2 separate regions of the Mus musculus genome follow, and region 1 is linked to region 2. A link is a contact called in public HiChIP or PLAC-seq data. All regions are on one chromosome and are shown on one strand. Each heading gives the region's core, a stretch centred on a gene start, on an enhancer-like site or on the middle of the called end of the contact. The rest is flanking DNA. Distances are from core to core; before and after follow the strand shown. Region 1 overlaps Rcbtb2 (regulator of chromosome condensation (RCC1) and BTB (POZ) domain containing protein 2). Region 2 holds the start of Rcbtb2 (regulator of chromosome condensation (RCC1) and BTB (POZ) domain containing protein 2).

Region 1 (2,700 bases), core at 39-2,538, 33 kb after region 2:
CAATCACTTCAGATATCCTGACTCTTGAGTAAGGGAACTGTGCCAGACACTTGAGTAATTAAGAGGCAGCTCTGATGAGGCTGTTTGTGCCCTTAAAGCACACAGTGTCAATGGGGTAGGAGTGGGGGAATGAGACAAGATGTGGAAGGCAAGGTGGGCCACAAGTACTGGGTTTGTTCAGGGAATAAGCCATGGAAGTTCTGGCTGTAGCTTAGTGCTGAATAAATAAGTTTTGCCCTTGGAACAGAGCCAGATGCTCTGATTTAACTTTACTGCCTGGGGCCTGAACACAGCCCTGCAGACAGCCCTGCAGACAGCCCTGAACACAGCACTGCAGACAGCCCTGAACACAGCCCTGCAGACAGCCCTGAACACAGCCCTGCAGGCAGCCCTGAACACAGCCCTGCAGACAGCCCTGAACACAGCCCTGCAGACAGTCTTGAACACAGCCCTGAACACAGCCTTGCAGACAGTCCTGAACACAGCACTGCAGATAGCTCTGAACACAGCCCTGCAGATAGCCCTGCAGACAGCCCTGAACACAGCCCTGTAGATAGCCCTGCAGACAGCCCTGAACACAGGCCTGCAGACAGCCCTGCAGATAGCCCTGAACACAGGTCTGCAGACAGCCCTGAACACAGCCCTGCAGACAGCCCTACAGACAGTCCTGAACACAGCTGGATTCGGATACAGCCATGCTGGAGAAAAAAAAAAGTGGTTTTTCCAGACCAAGAAGGACCTGGGTGATGCCAACACAAAAATGTTTTAAATCACACTTCTTACATTTACATTTATAAATGTAAATAAATTACATTTATTTATGTGAGCAGTGCATGATATTCACCTTATCTTTGTTCCATGTCACAGTCTATGAAGCCACCACCCTACCTTCAGATAGAAAAATCTGTCCTTCCCCAAAGATCCTAAGTCCCATACTGAGCAGCCAATGATTTTTTCCTTTCATACACACTACGCATGTTCTAGAAGCTCATATGTATGAAATTATATAGCATCTCTTCTTTCCTGCCTGCCTCTTTCCTTCCTAACATGATGATCTGGGACTGTGTTGCCACTGTGTCAAAGATATTGAAACCCTCTTTCCGTGACTCAGAAACCCAATATGGTATTTTGGTCTCAAGTTCCCATTCTGAAAGGTCACATAGTGCCACCTGGTTCACTCTCACCACGGAGCCTCTACTTTCACGAAGGAAATGGGGGTTTAGTTTACTGTGACAGAGCAAACACTGAACACGCTCAGCCTACACCATGACAACGCACTTTATCATATGAGCAGTATGGTGTTTTCTCTGAGGCAGGGAGAAGAACCAGGCCTACACTTGAGCTTGTGGTGGTCTGTGGCAATCTTCCTCTTTCTGAGGCATGACACGTAGCATTCTCCGAGTCTGCCTGTGTCCCAGGCTTCTCCTTTGTCTGATTGCCTTGGGGTCTACCACAGTGACTTGGCTTATGATGATTTTTGTAAAGAGCCTGTCTTCACATAAGTTCACATTGTCGGTTACTAGGAACTTTTAGGGACATAATTCAGACAGAATGGAGTAAAGAGACATAATTAATCAGTTATAAAAACAATACTTATCAGTAAAGACAGTGTGAGAAGGAGGCCAGAGATCCCCCGTCTCCCCCAGTCCAGCAGGCTGCATTGTAAAGTCAGCTGCTGGGCCGCCCACAGCAGCAGCAGTAGGCTGCAATGTAGAGTCAGATGCCTGGGCCACCTGCAGCAGCAGCAGCAGCAGCAGCAGCAGGCTGCATTTGCAGTCTTGCCGATTAGGCAATTGAAAAGCAAGGAGCCAAGGCAATGACAAGGTTTTTGGCAGTGTTCTGTGCCTGTACGAAAATGCCTGAGATAAGTAACTGACATAAAGGTTATTTGCTTACTTGGTGCGGCTGAACTGTAACTCCAGCTTGAAAGCTTACCCTGGCTTGGGGTTGATTTGGAGGTTTTGTTTGGGGCCTCCTGAAAAGCACCATATCTTGGTGGGAACTGCCTACTGGAACCACCCTACTACTGTCACAAATCAGGGGTCAAAGAGGAGCTTGGTCTCCATAAGTCCCCTTCAGTGCATTGCCCCAGTGATAGACCCCACACTAAGTTCCCTTCTCTAACCCTACCTCTTAAAGGTTCTACCACCTCCTATTATTGCTACCCTGGGACCAAGTTTTGACAGACTAGCAAACAGGAAAGGTATACAGCTTCAAGAGAAAGTCCTCAGGTAGTCCCTTGACTCCAGTCTAGAACCTGGGCTATGATCTTCCTTTCTTCTTTCAGGTGTGAACATTTTCGTTCTTCATTAGAAGACAGTGAAGACGATATTGTAGAAATGAGCGAGTTTTCGTATCCTGTGTTCCGAGCTTTCCTGGAGTATCTATACACAGATAACATCAGCCTATCTCCTGAGGAGGCAGTAGGTAATCATCAGAGACCTTACCACCAAGTTGGCAAATGTTGAATAATTAGGAAGGTGGCTTCTTTCCAGGCCAGGAGACAGACACTGCGATGTTTGCAGGAGCTCTTCTGGTGATGTTGAGCCTGCGCTTTTCTCTTTTTGGTCCTTGGATGTAGCATTTGCCTTTTCTCAGACTCTGCCACTGAGCTACACCCTCAGGCCCAGAACGCAGACTTCCCTTGTCACTACTACATATGAAGGTTGAGTGGGTAGCTCTAGTAAGAGGTCAACATCG
Region 2 (2,700 bases), core at 124-2,623:
TTGGTCTCAAAATACTTTTTGTGTGTATAATTGCGTCACCTAAAGCAACTGCTTCAATTTCAGGTCTCTTGGTCCATCGTCATCATATGCCATCCAGGGTACCATGGGGATGCAGCAACTGTATCCCTGTACTTCTTAGATATACTCTTGTTTGTTCGTTTTGTTTGTTTCTTCGTTTTGGATTTTTGAGACAGGGTTTCTCTGTGTAGCCCTGGCTGTCCTGGAGCTCACTTTGTAGACCAGGCTGGCCTCGAACTCAGAAATCCACCTGCCTCTGCCTCCCGAGTGCTGAGATTAAAGGCGTGCGTGTGCCACCACCCCGGGCTTAGATATACTCTTAAGAGGTTTATTATTGAGTGAATATAGCCACTTACTTTGAACAAAAGGACTGTTGAATTCTCTATCACTTTAAATGGCTAACCAAAACATGCCTACTTCTTTGACTTACTTATAAGACTAACTTTCTTACATTGTAACATATTTATACCACTGAAACAATCCCTGCATTGATCATGGTATTTGTTGTTGGATCCTATTTGATGACATTTTATTTAGGATTAAAACAATATGTCATCTTTGTCAGGTTTTATCAACATGCTTTGTGAGATATTAAACAGTAAAATGCTCTATTTTAAAGGCAAAGATTTTGGGCCCATAAATTATTACGTGACACACCAACCTCACACTTTTTTCTGGCCTTCCACATCTAGTCCTAACTTCATTTTCTTTTCTCTTTAAGCCCAGCCCATTGTTATAATAAGTTCACAGACTGTTGTTTAGCCTAAGCTGAACTTTCAGCCTCAGGAACCGTGAACTTGCTCAAGACAAAGAGGGGATCAAGCCCGCCTCTTCCAAAAAGCCCTTTGTGGATCCTGTGACCCAGCTTGCAGTTACACTGCTAAGGCCTTCATTATCTGACCCACTTTTTAAAGTCATTTGGAAAGAAACCACATGGTCAAGAGGTAAAAGAAGCCCTGTGGAATGAAGAGATGGATTTGAGTCATCTCTAATCATATGGCCCAAGGCAAATTACCCAAATCTCCATTGTCTTCCCCTAAACTGATGTGTGTGTATATATATATATATATAAACACATACATATATATGTGTATATATTTATTATATATAGCACAATGTTTTAATGTATGTATATAATGTGAGGGCAAAGATCAAGCAAGAGGAGGAGGGATGGAGGCTACGATGTTTGAGGCTAACTTGGGCTAATACAGAGCCCCTGTTTCAAAGCCATAACATTATCTCTTCTCTTAGGACTTTCTAGTGCACACTGCTCATAACTGTAGCCACTATGTAGCATAGCAGCCTTCTTTCTGAGCTTGCTCCTCCTAACTGAAATTTGATCACTAGCCCCACAGGCTCCCTTCTCCCTAGTCCCAGTAACCACCTCTCTACTTTCTGTTGGTGCGACTTGACTTTTTCAGTGCTCCTTAATGAGATCCGTAAGTATTTGTGCTGTATGTCTACTTTGCTTAACATCCTCCAGGTTCATTCCAGATCGTCCCAGGTGACAGGATTTCCTTCATTTTAAAGTCGGACAGCTCTCTGGGCCCTCAAACAAGAGACAATGAGGTGGGCCTCCTGGATGGAGTTGCTAAGACTGGACTAGCGCGCACAGAATGCAATTAGCCTCTTATTTCGCAGCAAGCAGGAAAACCAGCGCCTTTGAATGTAAGACCTAAAACCAGAGAGACACAGCTTCCCCGAAATCGGGGCACTAAGCTAGAAAGCGGGGTCCAGCACAGGGTCCCCAGAGAGGCCAGGGTCGCCGATCCCGGCCGAGGAGGGAGGCGGGGCGCAGCGCGCAGCCCCCTCCCTTCTCTTTGTCCCCTTCCCCTTCCCTCGCTCCCTTGAACTCTCTCCTCCTCCTCTGGTTTCTCTTCTCGCTCCCGCGGCCCCCTCCTCCCCGCACGGCTGAACTCGAGCTCAGCCCGCCAGGCCGGGCCGCTTCAGGGGGAGGCGCCAAGTGTCTGCTGTTCTTGGCCCCGGGCGAGCAGTCCCCGCTGCCGGGGAGCGGAAAGGACGCGCGGCGCGGAGGTAAGCCTGCGTGTGGGCGGCAGGCGCGGGTGGGCGGGCGAGTCCCGGGGGCGAAGGCCAGGCGGAGGCCTCACCCTGCGCCCGGCCCGGTGCGCAGCCGCTGCGGGGGCAGGGCGCAGCGCCAACCCACCCGGGCCGGGGCCCGGCGCGCACGCGCGAGCCCGTGGACCAGGTCGCTGGGGTAGCTCTGGGTTCACGTCCCTTCCCGGGCCCTGGGACCGCGTAGCGGTGCGCATGCGCGCAGGCCCAGCCCGGGGTCCGTTTTGTGCGTCGCCCCGAGGCCACGGCTGTGGGGTTCCCGCTTCCAGTTGGGGGAACCCCTGCCCCTGGTGTCTCCAACCCTCCCGTGCACGCGGCGCGAGCTAGCGGTGACGTTTCCAGGACTTTCCGCTCTTTCCCGCCCGCAGCCGCCTCGCCGACCCCATGGCGGCACACGCTTTAGGCCTTTGGTCCCCGAAGTGGAGGGATGGCTGGGAAGGCCTGGCTGTCCTAAGGGTTTTCAGTCCTTTGGGCGTTGCTGAGGCCGGAAGTGGAGGAGTTTAGAGGTGAAAAACTTTTCCCGATGCCCCTTCTTGGCGGCGATGGAACTTCCGCCTGAGTTGAAGCTAGGCTTCCAGCCGCCTTTTTGCCTTTCTTTACAAGGTAAAG

What was found. HiChIP or PLAC-seq counts read pairs in DNA pulled down with a chosen protein or histone mark.
Region 1: a contact with region 2 is called in an H3K27ac HiChIP or PLAC-seq map of the HPC-7 cell line, with 5 times the contacts expected there. The contact joins the enhancer-like site here to the promoter of Rcbtb2 in region 2. A contact is called at or near these places in 10 of 484 Hi-C or Micro-C datasets (CD4 T cells, bone marrow-derived macrophages, embryonic stem cells and 2 more), 14 of 115 datasets of contacts at active chromatin or transcription factors (CD8 T cells, the HPC-7 cell line, the SCID.adh cell line and 10 more) and 4 of 9 other capture datasets (adipose tissue, bone marrow-derived macrophages, liver and 1 more).

What each region holds. Positions count from the first base shown.
Region 1 is chr14:73,174,708-73,177,407 of GRCm38.p6, forward strand. Rcbtb2 (regulator of chromosome condensation (RCC1) and BTB (POZ) domain containing protein 2) reads left to right here. Exons shown (of 15, transcript NM_001170694.1): 13 at 2,288-2,427. Among named protein-coding and RNA genes, the nearest start is that of Gm52109, 9.6 kb to the left of the region's middle. Within about 2 kb of position 1,289, at least 123 of the 459 cell types and tissues checked have an H3K27ac peak or open chromatin away from gene starts, as enhancers often do. A contact at or near this core is called in CD8 T cells, the HPC-7 cell line, bone marrow-derived macrophages and 4 more, where this site is marked.
Region 2 is chr14:73,141,137-73,143,836 of GRCm38.p6, forward strand. It overlaps Rcbtb2 (regulator of chromosome condensation (RCC1) and BTB (POZ) domain containing protein 2), which reads left to right and starts at 1,374. Exons shown (of 15, transcript NM_001170694.1): 1 at 1,374-1,457.